Regions from separate parts of the Pelodiscus sinensis genome. Here region 2 is linked to region 1. Evidence: chromatin contacts called from public Hi-C data. All regions are on one chromosome and are shown on one strand. Each heading gives the region's core, a stretch centred on a gene start, on an enhancer-like site or on the middle of the called end of the contact. The rest is flanking DNA. Distances are from core to core; before and after follow the strand shown.

What was found. Hi-C and Micro-C count contacts between places; a contact is called where the count stands out from the background.
Region 2: a Hi-C map of blood shows a contact between it and region 1, with 2.4 times the contacts expected there. The contact joins the promoter of CNDP2 here to the promoter of CYB5A in region 1. A contact is called at or near these places in 2 of 5 Hi-C or Micro-C datasets (blood and an unstated tissue).

What each region holds. Positions count from the first base shown.
Region 1 is chr2:95,853,672-95,858,451 of ASM4963464v1, reverse strand. It overlaps CYB5A (cytochrome b5 type A), which reads left to right and starts at 2,336. Exons shown (of 5, transcript XM_075921055.1): 1 at 2,336-2,566. The coding sequence starts at 2,420.
Region 2 is chr2:95,982,559-95,987,338 of ASM4963464v1, reverse strand. It overlaps CNDP2 (carnosine dipeptidase 2), which reads right to left and starts at 2,087. Exons shown (of 12, transcript XM_075921067.1): 1 at 1,932-2,087. LOC142827138 (a long non-coding RNA gene) reads left to right here and starts at 2,167. Exons shown (of 3, transcript XR_012901589.1): 1 at 2,167-2,563.

The DNA.
Region 1 (4,780 bases), core at 1,087-3,586:
CTAAATCGCATTTAAGGCCACCCAGAACCAGTTCAGGCAGGGCACTAGGTCAGCAGCAACTTCCTGGAGCTGCTGCCTGAGGCTATCTGAGACGAGAGCTTAAAGGGACCCCCCCCCCCCCCGTACAACCATTTCTCAAATTCTTCTCCTGCATGCCTACCTCTCTGAGGGACAACAAAGTATTTGCACTGTATGCTTTGGTTTCCCTGTGTTTGGACACCACAGCACTCCCTGCTATGGAGCCAGAGCTGTCTCTGGGCATGTGATAGCCCCTGACTGTCATGCTGCAGTTTCTGCAGCAGTTTCTGCAGGCTGCCCTCCATGCCCTGCAAGAACATGACCCCGAACTGCTTGAGGAGACCCTCAACATGTGTCTGGGGGCAGCTCTTTCAGAAGCACCCCACTGTGGAGCGCTGCTTCTGGCAACTGGGCACCAGTTCCTACTGGTGGGACCGGCTAGTGATGGTGTGGTGGGACGATCAGCAGTGGCTCCAGAACGTCTGTGTGAGAAAGGAGACATTCCTGGAGCTGTGTGTGTGGCTTGCCCCTGCCCTCACACAATGGGACACGCAAATGAGACATGCCATACCCCCGGAGAAGTGGGTTGACATTGTGATCTGGAAGCTTTCCATGCCAGACAGTTACCGATCTGTTGGGAACCAGTTCAGCATGGGAAAGTCAACCCTCGGGGCTCTCATCATGCAGATATGGTGCTCTTGGGATGCAGTTCTGGGGTGGGGGAGTACTGGAAAAGGGGACCCTAGAGAAACAGAGGATTGGGGTGGAGGGTAAGCCCTAGTGCCCAGGTGGTTCTCCATTCCCACCCTCACACATCCCTACCGGGGGTGGCGGGAACAGGCTACATAGGGGCGCCTCCTGGGGTGTTTGGAGGAGAACAAGGGAGGGTTCAGGGACCTCCCAAGAGCTTTGGTATCCCTTTAATGCTCTGGTTTGTTTGTTTGTCCCCTGGACCTATGAATGCCTTGGGAATAAGCAAAACGCGCCTGCTTTTGGAAGGTCCCTTTTTGAAGGTGAATGGGGGAGCCTTAAAAAAAAAAAAAAAAACACCGAGAAGAAGGTGCCATAGATGAATAACTGCATATGCATATGCTGACTCTCTGCATGAGAGGGTAGACTCTATACATCTCTAAGGCATCTTGCAGTCAACAAAGGAGCATTGATCTGGCGCCAGCCCTCCCCCAGCTAACTAATCTGTCCAGCAGTTAGGTAGAACAGCTATTGGTGAAAACAAGATATACGTGTGTGTGAGTGTGCATGCATGCTGTATTATATGCATATAAGTATTGACTGCTATGTGTGTATTACCAATAAATGTGGCATTTTGCCTTTTCCCCAAAAAAGATCCCATGCAGTACTTTTAAGTACAACACAACCATCCCTGTCCCGAGACAGCACCCCCAGTGTCCCTATCCCAAAGGCACTCACACCCCTTCCCCTGAGCCAGCCCCCCCCAGTGACAGTGCTCCCCATCCCAATACACTCTCACCTCACCCCTGCCCCAAAGCCAGCCCCCTCCCATGCATTCCTACCTCTTCCCCCCAGAGCAAGGCACCACCAGTGTGGCGGGGGGGGGGGGGAGGGAGGAGCACTCCCTCAATCAACTCCTCCTCCTCTCCCCAGCCAGGCATGGAGGAATGTACCTTTCTTCAGAGCACTGCTCCTCCCACCCAGCTGGCTGCTTTGGCTTGCACTTTGGAGAGCGCAGGCGTTGGCAACCGTAGCAGCCAGCCAGCCCTTAGCCAGCAGCTCAAGAGCAGCGTGTGCTCAGTCCCACACCAATCGGGGGGGCTACGCCTCTGAGTCAGGGGCCACATTAACAGCACGTGGGATGCAGAGTCCTATTCCCATGCGGAGCAGCAGCTTTTTGGGCCAGGTCTTAAGTTATACTAGGGGGTGAGATTTGCGGAGAGAGGAGGGGCCATTGGAGGAAGGGAGAAAAAGGTGAGCAGAGGGTCACAGCACTGTGGGGATTGGCTGGGACTCGGGCGGCAAGGGCAGAGCTCGGGCACTGTGGGAAGGGGGGGGGGCGCGTTTAACCTTCGCAGCGCCACGTGTTCCAGTAGCGAGGAGGATTTTATCGAAGGGCACGAGACCGTGTCCCTCGCCTCCCCGGTGACGTAACCGAACCCTGACGCAACAAGTTTCTTAGAATGAAAAAAAACCAGCCTGTACTACTGAGAAGAGCCTCTCATTCATCATTCAGCCAATGAGGGGATAGGAGGCGGAGCCGGGCTCTGATAGGCCGGGCGCTGCCCGGCATCCAATCGGCTTGCGCGCGAGGGGATAAGGCGGCCCCCGAGGGCCGCATCCGGTCTCCGCCCAGAGCCGTGGTGCTAGGCGAGGAGGGTCTCGTGCGCGCGGCGCTGCAGCTGAGTGCCGGGGGGGGGGGCGGGTGGAGATGGCGGCGGACGGCAGCGAGGCCGGGCGCGAGGCGTGGCGCGGCCGTTACTACCGGCTGGAGGAGATCCAGGCGCACAACCACAGCCAGAGCACCTGGATCCTCCTGCACCACCGCATCTACGACCTCACCAAGTTCCTGGAGGAGGCGAGTGCCGGGGCGCGCCGGGCTGGGGCTGCGGGATGGGGGGGGGGGGGAGTGTCCATCCCAGCGCCGCGGCGGCGGCGCCCTGCCCAAAGCCAGGCACCGGGGGGGCAAAATGGTAACGTCCCGTAGGCCTCGGGGGTCAGAGCCCGAGCAAAGGTGCCTCTGCTGAGGGTGGAGGGCGCGTCCCCGCGGGCACCCGAGGGGAGGTCATTAAAAACCGGCCTGAAGCGTTGCACAGGGTGTGGAGGTGGAGGAGGAGGAGGAAGTGTGTGGCGGCGAGTTGCCAGATGGGGTTGGCTGGGAAAGAGGAGGGGATGCTGCTCAGGTTGCTTTAGAGAGTCTTGCTTGGGCCATGTTGGGGCGGGGGTGGAAGGGGTTGAAAATTGTGCTTCCTTCTGGTGCTAGAAAAAGCACCTTTGTTCCCTGCATGCTAGTTGTTTGCTCCGGGGCTCACAAACATAATCCTGCCTCCTCCTTTATGCAACTCAGCGCATGCTCTCCGAAGCCCGGACCCTGCCTGTTTCCACACAGGGCTTCTAAGAACCTCCCAGTCAGTTCTCATGGAAGCCAGACCTGCTGAAAGCTTCATGTCCAGAGTGTTTGTCTGCCGTTTTTCCCCTCTTCAAAAGTCCCATGAAACGGCGTAGAAAAAGCTGCATTTGAGAGAGAATGTTGATGTGATTTAAAGTGGTCAGTTACTACAGTAGTTGAGCTTCAGTGCTTGTGTTAAGTTAATCTTTTAACTACATGCTCACTTTTTTCCAGAGCCCCTGACTTATTGGTGAATGAATAAGAGTGCATAATAAGAGTTGTTCCCAATAACTTAATAAAGCAGCAGTGAAGAGAGTGAGTGTGCACTGAACACATTCCCTAACCCAGCAGTTCTCAAACTTTTTTTCCCACAGACCACTTGAAAATTGCGGAGGATCTTGGTGGACCACCTAATGATCTTTCCAAATGTTTGTACCACTGGTTAACTATTGTAGAGTGCTTTTGATTTTAAAAATATTAATTAACAGGACTCGTTGAACTGCGGCGAGCCCCGCTCGCCAGCTGTGCTGTCCAGCGATCTGCGCATGTGCGGATCGTTCTGCGCATGCGCAGATCACCCGGACCTGGCTCTTCCAGGTTGCAATCTACTTGCCACGGGTGAGTAGATTGCATTATTTGTCGAGCCCTGATTATTAAGGTTTGTTTGTGTGTATATGTACACGTATTTAGACACCTTACTAATGCTTTTTTGTTTTACAAATAAAAGCACAACTCATATTTTAATGTCAGTAGGGGGTCTCTCCCCAACTAGGGATGTTAAATTGCAATTAATCAGTTAATTGAGTAGTTGATAGAATTTCTATTGACAACTCAATGAGTCAGTAAGAGAAGAGGGGGCACTTGCTATATCCCTGCTGCGTCTCTGCCTTAGTAATGTAGCAAGAGCCGCTTGCAGGTCTTACTACATTTCAAAGGCAGAGGGGCAGCAGGAAACCCAGGGTGAGCGGGGACTGAAACAGTCCCTGCTCACACCCTGTTCGAGAAGCTATGCCTCTGCTTTTGAAATGTAGCAAGAGCCACCTATGACAGCAGAGGCAGAGGTGCAGTGGGGAGCCTGGGGCAAGTGAGGACTGAAGCAGTTCCCACTTCTGCTGGGTTCCCTGCAGTGCCTCTGCCTTTGAAGTGCAGTAAGAGCTGCCGGTGGCTCTTATTCCATTTCAAAAGCAGAAGTAGTTCTGGAACCAGGTGTGAGCAGGGACAGCTGAGTCCTGGCTTGAGCCCAATCCCCTGCTGTGCCTGTGCCACCTTACCGCCTCCCCCCAAAAGATGGTGCTCAGATAGAAGCTGCAAGGGGGAAAGCGACTAGTCAGTATAGGGATATTAAAATGTGTGTAGTCAGCTAATCGAGTAGTCAATGGGATTTCCATAGACTACTCGGTTAGTTGATGAAGGGGCGAACTGCAGAGCTGCAGCAAGATTAGCTCCTGGCCCTGGGAACTAACCCCCTTGTGGCTCTGCTTTTAAAATGTATTTAAAAATGGTGGCTCTTAATATATTTAGAAGGCAGAGGCGCAGCTTGGGGGGACTGGGACAAGCTGGCAATCAGCTGTCCTGGCTTGTTCCCATTCCCCCCTCTATGCCTCTGCCTGCCCTGCCCCCTGAAATGGTGCTGGGGGGAACTGGCTTTTAAGCTGGCTACCCTCAGCACCAGGTCCTGGCCAC
Region 2 (4,780 bases), core at 838-3,337, 130 kb before region 1:
AGTGTGGGGGAAGGGAGGGGCAGGAAGGAGGGGAGAAGAGGAGAGAAGCATGTGGCTCCACAGAAGCCAATGCTCGCCTTAACCCTCCCCATACGTACTGGCTCCTTCCTACCCCCCTGCTACCTCTTTATCAGAGACAGAGAGGGAGGGAGAGGTGGCTGCATGAAACCATTAGGATTAACCAATGATCCCAGGTGTATCAGTTAATTGTGTAAACAGGTACATGTTCACATCCCTGGAAAGCATGAGCATCTTGACACTACAGACCCAAACATTTTCACATCATATTGCCAGTTAATAAAGCAGGCCACAAAAAACAGAGGCGGCACAGGCATTCCCTGATATTTTAAGCCAGGTACGGGGAAGAAGAGCTGAAACTGGAGACAGAACTGAAGAAAGAGATAGTTAGCTACAAACACTATCAGTCACTGCTAGCCACAGGCCAAAGAATCAGGTATGGGGGCCAATGCTAGAGGGTAGGCCATGGAATTCTAGGATTTTCTCACCATTTTAACAGTTGTCAGGGTCTTGATATTTCAGATGCACAGGCTGAAGGACACAGCAGCCCCCCCATGCAAAATGGCAGCAGAGCCAAAATTAATTCTCCTGTGGGTAAGGGGCTATTAATTTAGTGGGGCCCTGTATACAAGTCTTTCTTCTAATTTATCACAATTATGTATCAAGGCTAATTTTGTTATATTAGCACTATACTAAACTTGCTTTTTAATAAACAAATAGCCATTTGTTTTAAAGTAACAAATTCTGTGGTTACTTTCCAGTTTTAAAATATACACACTATAGTTAAGTAGGCTATTCTGAACTAACTTATCTTAGAAGAGCTGTCATATTAATTTCTTTTTGGAAGAGAGTTTGGGTGTAGGAGGGGACTCACAAGTGTTGGGGTGCAGGAGAGAATGAGGGAGTATGGTGCAGAAAGCACTTATTACAGGGGCTCCTGGCCAGCAGCACTCAGGCAAATAGGTGGGGCCAGTGCTGGGGGCAGGGACAGCACACAGCACTGCTTCTCCATTCCCCACCTCCTGCTGCTTGCCAGAGAGCACACAGACATGCCAGGAGCTGGCCATTTCTGGGACTAGCATGGAGTCACAGCATACAGGCTGCCTGCCTAAGCCTTGCTGAACTTGTAGTAGGCTGGAGATTATTATCAGCCAACAGAGAATCCAGGATGCACCTGTCACTCGTGATCAATGGGTTAGCCACTACTGATGAACGAATTTATTTTTGCAAGACCGCCATAGCCTGGGGCCCTGAGCTGCAACCCTTAACGCCCTGGTGTTAAATCTAGTCCTGAGTGACAAACATCTCCCGTCTCAGTGTGGCCAGCATCCTCACCCACATCGAGAGCCCCCGGCTGCGAAAATTGAGAGGGGCTAGAAAAGCGGATTAAACTGTCAGGTCCCTGGTCTCAGAACAAGGAACGCTGAATTGGGGAAGGGAAAAGAACCTGCCTGGAGCCCATATATCCCAAAGGGATGCAGCTCAGAGTCAAGCGCTGCAGGGGGAATCCCCTCCCCTCCCGCCCGGCAAACACACACACAGCCCCACCGCACGGCACTCACCAAGCGGAGTGGGGCCGGTTTCCACCTGCGAGGCCGCAGGCCGCCACGCAGCAGCGACCTGCAGCCGCGAGACAGGATCAGCGCTGCGGCCATGAGTGACACCGCTTCCGTTAGCTGCTGCAGCAGCTTATTCCCAGCAGCGCCAGTGGCTGGAGAGAGGATTTCAGTGCCCCCTCCCCACCATCTGGCCGCTCAGGGGATCATGGGCTGGGGGAAGGGGGAGAAACAAACCGAGCCTCAGCAAACTTGGCCAGGCGCAAAGTGACGAGCCATCCCTCCACAGCCCCGAGCTACCCCCCTCCCAGCCAACACAGACAGCGATGGGCGCCCCGGCAGGGAGCCACCACTCACCCGGAGCGACCTCCCCACGTGGCGCCGAGCCGTCCCCAGCAAAGCAAGAGCCCGCAGAACCTTGCGCCCAGCTGTAGTTTAAATCCCCCCGAGAGCCCGCCCCTTTGGAACACCGCGAGTCCCAATCACAGCCTCCGCTCTGCAGCGAAAGGACCAGGAACACATCAGAAAGAAGGGGGCGTGGCTATCTTCGGGGCGGGGCAACGGGATTCTTGTGGAGCCCCGCGTTCGGGAGAAGAGGAGAGCGCTGGCCTGAGGCTGCGGCTCTCTAGCGACTCCTCTGGTGGAGTCGCGGTCCGGCAGCAACCCATCTCGCGGAGGGCACAGCCCGGGGATGGAGCCGATCCGGGAGAGCGGGAGGGAGGCGAATGCAAAGTAACGAGGAACCGGTGCAGCTTGTCCCCTGTTGTGCATAATCTGCCCCAGCCTTCCGTGCTGTTGGACAAGGCCCCGCGATTGTCAACACCAAGTGTTCAGAAACCACGAATCAGTTAAAAATAATGAATTTCTTTAGAAATCCTGTGGATTTTTTTAAATGGCACATATGGGGCTCTTTTTATTTACCGCCTGGGTTTTTAGTCTCTAAGAAGTGCGCAGTTCGTTTTTTGAAGCTTCTCTTCACAACCTTGAAGGCAAGTTTTTCAGTAAAGTTGGTTAATGTTGGTTACCTGAATATCTAAAAAGTCTGTTCCAAACATGGTGCTACAACCTGTTACTGGGCATCTTTCAGCCCTTCATTTTCAGCCTTGAGTATGAGCTAACATGAGATTCCATCATCTGCTACATTACAACAACACATATTTTGCCTTTATATAGTATTTCATCCACAGATCTTAGGGCACAATATCAAGGTGATAACGCAGAATCATCCCTATTTTACAGATAGGTAAATGATATAAGTGACTTGTTCAAGGTCACACATCAAATCTGGGGCACAAACAGAGAATTCATGTCTTTTAACCCTAGTTCAGTGTCACACCCATGCTGTTGAGTGTGTGTATGTGAGAAATATACTAATCTTTGTGGGTACTGGCCAAAGAGGAAGTGAACAATCCCAGGGCAGCCTGCATGTTTGTGAACTAAGTCCTGGTGGAAGGTGCTGGCTTGGCAGCCATGGAGCCTCAAGTTCTCATTTTATCAGTAAATAAGAACAGCATTGGTGCCAGTGCTGAAAAAAATCCCCAAGGTGCCTTACACTAGATCTCAACCTGACCCAGAGGCTCTCTTTCTAGGGGTTTTCATAACCAGGCTTTGGCCTCTGTGAAATTATCAATTTTGGCATCAATCCTGAAAATTGTTCAGTGTAGGTGGATCCCTGTGTCCCTGCAGAGATCCACTGAGCTCAGTCTGCACAAGCATAGAACTATGTGTGGAACAACTTGCAGGATTCGAAGGCAAATATGCCCATAAGTGACAAGACTGGACAAGTGACAATGGCAGTGTTATCTTATCATAGACAGCTTACCAAACTTTTTTTCACAGCAAGGAAATACCACCAGATTTTAAAATGGCCCTACGTTTCTAATGTATACTGATGCCAAAGAAAGAGTTAAATGTGAGTGTCTCAATTATATTATATTTATACAGAGAAACTGAGGTCTTGCCATACTGGATCAGATTAATGGCTCACTGAATCATAGCTTTTGTGTCCTCATCTTCTGCCACTTACATTGATAAATCAAAAGTCATTTCAATGAAATCAATGGAATTACACCAAAATAAGTATTGTCAGAATCAGACTTCCATCTCCAGGAGAGGCCTACACTTAATGATTCAGTGGGGGGGGGGGGGGGGAATCAAACTGTCCTAAAATGCACATAGCCTATGGAGTAGAGAAGAATGAGAAGTGCAGTGGAAGACTGAGCAAGATAAGTGAGGCATCTGTCCCACGGAGAAAAACAAGGGAAGATAAGGAGGAAATGGTGAAATAGTGTATAGAGAAAAGTGCAAAGAGATGTAAACATAGAAATAGTGAGAAACTGAAGAAAAGAGGCAGAAAGCAGAGAAGAGAGGATGGTGATAAAAACTCATCCCATCAGACACAGTCTCTTGGGGGTCTAGGGCAGGGGGTTGTCTCTTAAGAAAAGCCAATTAAGTTCTCAGATGTCATGATCAGGAGTGCTGACCAGCACCCGGTGACTAAGAGATTAAACCAGGTACCTAGCAAAGGTGTGTGTGGGGGGGGGGGTTCGGGCAGTCAGCCAATAACCATGCAGGTAGGAATTTCAAACTGGAAAAGAGGGGTTTTTCCTCTCTCTTCTTTGTTTGAAATGAGAGCAGTTTCTCCCCGGGATTGAGGGAGATAAGGATAGAAATGTAGCCGTGTTAGTCTGGGGTAGTTGAAGCAAAATGCAGGACAATGTAGCACTTTAAAGACTAACAAGATGGTTTATTAGATGATGAGCTTTCGTGGGCCAGACCCACTTCCTCAGATCAAATAGTGGAAGAAAGTAGTCACAACCATATATACCAAAGGATACAATTAAAAAAAATGAACAAATATGAAAAGGACAAATCACATTGCAGAACAGAAGGGGGATGCGGGGGGGTGGGAAGGGGGAGGAAGGAAGGTAAGTGTCTGTGAATTGCTGATATTAAAGGTAGGGAGAGTGGGATGTTTGTGAGTTAATGGTATTACAGGTGATAATTGGGGAAACTGTCTTGGTAATGGGTGAGAAAGTTCAAAGACTTGTTAAGTCCTTGTTGGCAAGTGTCGAATTTTAACATGAATGACAGTTCAGGGAGATAAGGGACACTTTTCTTTTTAAGAATGAACTTCTTGAAATCTGTAAGTAAGGAAAAGTTTAGATAGTCTGTCAGGGTTTATTGTTTTCCTTGTTTGGGAGTTT